Regions from separate parts of the Anser cygnoides genome. Here region 2 is linked to region 1. Evidence: chromatin contacts called from public Hi-C data. All regions are on one chromosome and are shown on one strand. The core of a region is the stretch at or near the end of the contact, and the rest is flanking DNA. Distances in the headings are between cores, read along the strand shown.

Region 1 (3,730 bases), core at 276-2,775:
GGAGAATGGGGAGGGATAATTTCAAAATGACCATTTTTTCACAGAAAGGAATTCCTGTGATTTAGCCCACTCTACCTTATACTGAGAGGGAAACAAACAAACAAACAAACACACAAACCCTATTATTTCTTACAATAATTCATACATTATTAAAAGTATAGTGCAGAAAATAAATGCACCTGTGGAGAGGGCCAGCAGAACACCACTGGTCATGTTTAAGATGTATTTGGTGAGCACAGTGCTGCCTCGTTGAGCACCAGCAGTGCCAAAGTCCTACCCAAAAGTCCCAAGGAGCCCTGTGCCTTTGCCCATCACTAGGCAATAACTGGAGAAACAGATTTCAATCAAATCTTGTAAAAGCAAAGAGGAAGTGTAACCGGATTGACAAGATTTAGTCTGATGCAGTTTGGAATGGCTGACTGATAAATCCTAGAATTCAGGGATTTTTATGGAGTTGGTCATAGACCTTTAAGTATAACACAGTGAATGTGTCTTGCTATAACATAGATCATAAACTGGCAGCTGAGCTCATTTCAGGCTGTTTCACAGGCTGCAAAGCCTCTTCCATTGTGTGTTTGTGTGTATTTCTCACCCTTCCTGAATGTGTTCAAGTTATCCTCTATTTAATCCGCGCTGACTACCAGCAGTAGAAGCTGTAGCTATAATGATGAGAGGAAAACATATAGTCACTTCCTGACTCTCTAAAAAGTGTTTAGCCCCAGTAATGAGTTCTGGAGGGCGTCCTTTGAGATTTCACACACAAACACACACAAAAGCGCTCCTATTGTTGCAGGACTCATTATTCTTCAGATCTATGCAGATTTTTCTAAAAGAAAAAGACCAAGAGTTTTGAAATCTTTGAATAATTAAGTTCAGTAAATCAGATAGATGAAAGATTTCAACAAGCACCCTTAAAGAAAAAAAAAAGTTAAATTGCATTTGTCTGCATTCCAATAATCCATCCGTGATTATCCTATAGATACTGTGCAGCGTGTGATACCAGTATTGATGAAACACCAAAATGTAATGGTGGCAGCGCAGAACAACATCAGCAAAGTAGAAGAGCAAATACGACTTTAATTGTAGGCTCTCTATTATTATTTTATAGTGTAGGCTTTTCGGATAATTTATTAATACTAACAAAGATGAGTGATTTGGAGACTGCATATTTTTTATTTCTAAGGAGTTATTTTATTTGATAATGACATTAAATATTAGAAACTATAACAGCTGGTGTGTTTATCCTTACTTGAGTGTATTAACCTCTTTAGCCCTTTTTTCCAGAAGAAGGATTCAGCATTACAGATTTGACTGTCAGCTGCAGTGCCTGGCGGCCCGTTGGATTGGCATCCTGACAGAATCGAAAGTCCAGTGCTGCAAGTAAACATGGATGACATTGCAGATAGATAGAACTGGCTGACTTGAGGCACCTGCAGCTGTTTGCACCAGAATAAAAGCAAAGGTTGTGGTCACTGGAGTGGAAAAACACTGAATTTACCTCTAGTTATTTTGCTTGGGAATTTCCCCCCCCCGCCACCACCTTTTTTTTTTCCTGGTTGTACATTTTGGAACCTTTCCACTAAAAGCACATTAGGCTGAAATACCTAAGTGAAAAAATCCACCAGACACCGGAGGGTTTTATAACCTATATTTCTCCCCCCCTTTTTTCTTAAATTCATTGAACAGTTTCCCCACCAGTTTCTCCCTGGTAACAACTAGCACTTCTCCGGTGTGAATACTGGTTTGCAGCAAAGGATGCAAACACTGAATAGCCAGAAATAATTCTTAGCAGCCGATTTTTTTTCAATATTGAATAGCCAGAAACACTTCTCAGCAGCTGGTTTTTTTTTTTTTTTTTTTTTTTTGTAAACTTGGCATTCGCACAGACTGCCACAAGTGACAGAACAACAGCAACCCAAACCATTTTGTTCTGTAGAAAAGCTCTTGATCTCTTAAGCATTCCTGCTTCCCAGGACAGGTCCCCAAAGTCCTTAGAAACAAGGAAGGCAGCACTGGAACTTAATAGCTGCTCTCCCTGGTATCCTCCTATCGATCAAATTCCTCGCCAGAATATTCATTTCTGTAGCATCGCGGATCTCAGCGTGCTTTACAAACAGCAATTAATTGCCATAATCCCCGGTAAAGGTATTATATCTAGTTCACCAGTAGATAAAGTGACGCACAGAGAGCTTGGGGGACTTGCCCAAGGTCACGCTCTGAGCCAGCGGTGATCCGGCAGTAAAGACCGGAGGCTGGGCGGCTGGCGGGGCGATGCGGTGCTGTGCCCGGCTGCGCAGGCTGAGCCGCGATCAGCAGCCGAGCTGACAAGGGGGTGGCAGAGGTAGGTACAGCAGACACGAGGTGTTTGATGGCTGGTCTCTTCCCCTCTGCCACCTGCATCCCTTTACAACATCAGATCATTTACATTTTTAAAGAAAGTGTATTCTTTTTCATCATGGGCCGCTGGTGAGCCTAACGCTATCTTTTGTGCGGCACCCCCGCTAACAGAGGTGGCGGAGTATCAATCACAGCTTTCCCTGGGGTCATACCTTACTATGCTGGCTCTTGATCAGAAAGAAGCAGATGGTTATTTACAAATAAAATAATCAAGACCTCAAGAAGGTTGCTTTTTTTTTTTTTTTTTTTTTTTTCCTCCCTTAAACCCTCCTACAGATGAGGCCAAAATAAGGTAAAGTTGCTAGTGTCCCCCTCTGCCAGCTTTCAAGGACGCTGCCTGTCCTACCAGCACCTTTAAACGCGTTATCAGTTAAATTTGCCAAAGAAACGTGTGGCACCTGACAGAGTAGAGTTGCCTTAGATTATTCAGTGGCTTTCATGAGAATCTGGCACTTAAACCACAATGTGAATTACTGCTAGATTATTGTGCAGGAATATTGTTATCTGCCATACACTATGTGTTTGCAATCAGTTCTTTACAAGCAATGCACAGACTGCCTTTGAATCTTTTTCAGTAGCCATGGTCACCCTCCTTCTTTATTTAGTGTTAAGTGTTATTCACTTAGCAGTAAAAAATGAACAAAAGAGAAGAAAGCAGGTGCTCTAAGTTTACTCTGCAGCCAGCTGTCAGGAAGACATACTTTACTTATTTATTTATTTTTGCAGAACATAAAGGGGATTTATTGGAAGTGTTTGGAAAAAAAAATATGAAGCATACGTTCAATCGGTCCTTTTTGTAATCAATAAGGTTACTGAAGCAGAAAAAACTATAATGAGTTGTCACAGAATTTGAATTCCCACTTGCTTCCTTTTACATGTATTCAGGCAGAAAATCATCATGGAAAGCTGAAGTTGGGAAGCAAGGTCTGGCTATGACTCTTGGGTTGGGTTTGTTTTGAACTTACCAGGTAGCATTTCACCAACAGCTTGTTGAGTGTCAGGGACACGCACAAGCTTCTTGTATGGGCAGGATAAGTGACGGTCATGGAGGTGCAATTTCCTTGTGATTCAGGTGGGGAAACCTTGCTGGTGAGGTACGGCTGATCTTGCTTTCAGATGTTCAGCCACACCAGCATGTCTCTCTGGGATGACTGCAAATTTCTTCTCCCTCCAACTATTCAGCATTGTCAACCAAAGGTTTAAGTGTTCCCAGCTCTAACATAAAGAAAAACAGAGCCCAGCACATAGACTAAAGACAGCACTCTCAAAGGCACCTGGAGAAGATGTGACCATACATCCCAAGGGTTTTCATGTCCTCCCCTCCTTTCTAGTA
Region 2 (3,725 bases), core at 1,029-3,528, 140 kb before region 1:
TCTGGAGATATATAAGCTGATTTTTCACACTTCTGAAATAAACATCAGCTCATTCACAGTCCCTTTCCAGCACCTAAATCTCTCCCATTGTCAAGCAAACCTTTAATTTCTACCCAAGCCTTATTTCTTCATTAGCGAAATAAGATGCTTAATTCTCTCTTAATAGAAAAGGGGAAAAACACCAAAACCAAATGACAAAACAAGCCTCGGTCTGCTCAAAGATTTATATGTGTATTTCATGTTGTTAATCCTATTAAGGGTGGGCTTCTTTACAGTTAATCTTTTAAACTTTTACAAATTCTTGCTCAAGTGGTAGATTTAGATTATAGAAAAAGCAATACAGATGTAAAGATCGCAGAACTGAGAAAGTCCAGTTAAAACCAATATTCCGGAGAATTGTGTTTTGTTTTTTTACTATAAAAGGGCAATAAAATGCTGACTGTAAGAAGACAATGTCAAGGAGAAAAGGGTATTGGTATTTTGGATACTCTTGACTGCTCGCCTTGGAGAGAGAGTTATTCTTGTCACAAACCCTTTTGTCTGCATCTGCTGACTGCTTGCCTGTAGCCAGCAGCATACTTTAACTGTTTTGTCACCTCCTAACATCACATGCATCAGCTGTTGTGCTTTTGTTACGGGTATTGTAGAGCTAATCCACTGTGGCTGTTCTACTGTGCAGTAAATAAAACAGAAACTGCTTCTCAGACAATTCTGCATGAATATTTCAGATGGCTTTTACAACTCTGATTCACAAAATAAAATACCCCCCCCCCCAAGCTAGACTCAGATGCCTCAAAGCTAATTGCATGCAATGACTTCAGGCATCAGAAACAACTGTTTTAGTTGGATAAATGAATACGCAGACCTTTCTAAAGTTATTCTTCAAAAACATTAAGCATACTTCGTTCCTTGCAATTTTATCTGCGTGAATTTTTTTTCTTTAAAACACTTCAGGTTTTTGGCAGTGGCAGTTTTGAAATACTTTGTGCCAACAAGATGCTTAAAACGTCTTTGAAACCTTTTCTTCTGCAAGTGCACAAGCCTCGGAAGTTTAATTCATTTTTATTTGAGTGTCAAGTATTTTTTAACCATAGAAGAAATTTTATAAAGTTCCTAAACTTCTCCCGCCAAGTTTCCTAGAGCAGGGGATAAACCATTCACTCACACGTCACTTTCTGCAGCTGATTGCTAAACTCTGTCCTAAAGCAGACGAGCTTCTAGCATGTTCACAGGGGCAATGGTAGCAATCCCAGCATGAGGCTTGAAGCAGAAAAGATACCCCAGGAAAGGAGACAAACAGGTGAAGTACTTTACCGAGCATTCATTCACCCTTGCGCACACATGATTCCTCTAAACAAACTCTCCTATCCCTGCTGTTTGTTAAGTAAATATTGATCAAGGAGAGACGTATCTCCTGACAGCGGTAGCACAAGCTGGGGACTTGTACTGCAGACAGAGTGGACTTAAACGGATAAACTCAGATGCTGCAGTAAGGCCACCCAGAGATTACTAGATAAGAAGGGAAGAAGTCAGAGTTGGCTTTCCTTTCCCCTTCTGGGGAGGTCGGGGCTTGGTTACATGGCACCTCCATGCTAGAGAGAAAAGCCATCTGCCCCTAGACACAGTTGTAAAGCAAGAAGCCTGTGTCTTAGGTGCCCAAATGACTTCATGTTTTTCTCTCTTGCCAGCTGATGCATTAATATTGCATGCAGTAAATGTGGAGTTTAAGTCCCTCTCCTTGAACACATGTGGGAGGCTACCAAGGGGCAGCTCCTCAGCGATGTAAATTTTCACTGCTCCATTGGTTTCAAGGGAGAGTTTACATCCCCCGAGGCCGGTCCACCTCTGCTTGTTCGGGGTGGGGGGCATGCATTTTTTTCCCATTTGTACTCAGATCAGCCTGTTTCCTGTGGTGCCTGTGGATAACATACCCAGCAGAAGTTTAGGTTTGCATGTTGGTTCTCATAAGCAAACAGTGAGGATTTTTTTGTACTGATGGGTCTAATGGCAGCAGAGCTGCGGAAAGCACTAACAAAACTGTCAAATCATTACTGGTTGTGATTTCTTTTAAAATTTCAGCAATAGGTAACAGCAACCTCACTGTAGTAAACTACCAAAATTTGGGTGGTTGTTGGAAATAATGCAAGCACTTCTTGGAGCAGATTTGCGAGCCCTCCTCGGGGACGGGATTGAGAGCCTCCGAACAACGCACAAGGCACCCTTAAAACTATTCGCTTGGCTGGGGGCAGAGGGAGAGGATCAGACGCCGGTTTTCAGTACGGGGTCCCATGTTTAGAAGTACCAAGACCAACGCAACCGTTCTAATATTGTAACAGCGTCAGACAACTGCTTGGCTGTAGCGCACAAAGCTGAAGATCCTTCAGACAGGGACAGCTGGGCTAAGCTCGAAACCTTTTCTCATACGATGTCTAATCTGCGTTAAACTTCAGCTCCATTTATACGATTAGGCTGGCCAGAGCGTACCTACAGACTTTGCCTGTGGTATTGTGCTGGAGTCTGATAGTGTGTTGTATTACTAATGTTCCAAGAGTAAACACACTTGTAGGAAACAGCTATAGTTCAAGGCTGCACTTTAAAAAAATAAATGTTTCATCAGTCTTAGCAAAGGAACAAACGGCAATAACACTCTGTATCATATTTTACAAAGCTTCAAAAGAACAATGTCCCGTTGAGTGAAATTCAGTAGCATTCTGTAAACATTAATTTAAGGAAATCAATAGGCTCTGTGAGCTAAAGCCATATTGCAAGATAAACTGGCTGGAGTGCTACTTTGTCAAACAGATTTTAGTTTTCTCGGCTAGATAAAGATGGTTTCAAAATGGGGTAACGTGTTGCAACCAAGGTTTGAAAACTATGTGGCCTTCAAACAGTCTGCTTGTTCCTACTACAAAGCTGGATAAACATACTTTAAAAATGATAAGATTGGGTCAGGATTGATTTTACTTTCAAATTTTATATAAAGTAGAATTCTTGGTGAATGTTTGTTTGGATTTTTTTGATCCTAATTATGAGCAGAAATAAATAAGTGCAGCACAGACAACTCAAGATGTCAGGCTGCCAGCAGAAGTAAAATTACCAAGAGGTGGCTTTTTTTTTTTTTTTTTTTTTTTTTTTTGCAATTGCAGGACTTCATGGATTTAAAAAAATCTTTATTCATGTTGACCTGGTGGGCAACAAGTCGCAATGCCAAATAGGAAAGCCAAAATCTCTCGTGGACTTGGGATCAGAGGTCTTCAGCTGGTGAAGGCTGCTCACGTTGCAGAGCGCAAGGTCATGGGGAGGGGAGGTAAACAGGCTTGGGGGGGGGGGAGAGGAGGAGGCCAGATCGCTCTTCGAGCTCTTCTAGGTGGATGGTCTGGGCAGTGGCAGGAGAGGGGGGCTCCGCAGGGAGCCTCCTAACCCCAGGAAAAGACATAAAGAGCATCCATTATGGCAAGTGGTGGAGAACCTCTCTGGGATGACTAGCGAGTCCGTACTGGGGGAGCAGTCTCACCATGTGCAGCTCCAGGTCAGATGGCTTTGCAGTGTGTGTGCAGTGGTCTGGACCAGCACGGGTGCAGCAAAGGCAGAAGGTGATTCAGGGGAAATATTTCTGCTAGAAGACCTTATGCAAAGAACAAACTAGATGTGCACATGCACTCTAAAGTTGGGGTGAGAACCTGACCTCAGCTGACAATGGGAATGAGATCCAATGTAAAAGAAGA

The links. Hi-C and Micro-C count contacts between places; a contact is called where the count stands out from the background.
Region 2: a contact with region 1 is called in a Hi-C map of liver, with 8 times the contacts expected there. The contact joins two enhancer-like sites. A contact is called at or near these places in 2 of 7 Hi-C or Micro-C datasets (both in liver).

Annotation. Positions count from the first base shown.
Region 1 is chr3:20,178,171-20,181,900 of Taihu_goose_T2T_genome, reverse strand. No RefSeq gene overlaps it. Among named protein-coding and RNA genes, the nearest start is that of PROX1, 110 kb to the left of the region's middle. Within about 2 kb of position 1,525, at least 2 of the 3 cell types and tissues checked have open chromatin away from gene starts, as enhancers often do. A contact at or near this core is called in liver, where this site is marked.
Region 2 is chr3:20,323,019-20,326,743 of Taihu_goose_T2T_genome, reverse strand. All of the region lies in intron 4 of PROX1 (prospero homeobox 1), which reads right to left. Among named protein-coding and RNA genes, the nearest start is that of PROX1, 37 kb to the right of the region's middle. Within about 2 kb of position 2,278, at least 2 of the 3 cell types and tissues checked have open chromatin away from gene starts, as enhancers often do. A contact at or near this core is called in liver, where this site is marked.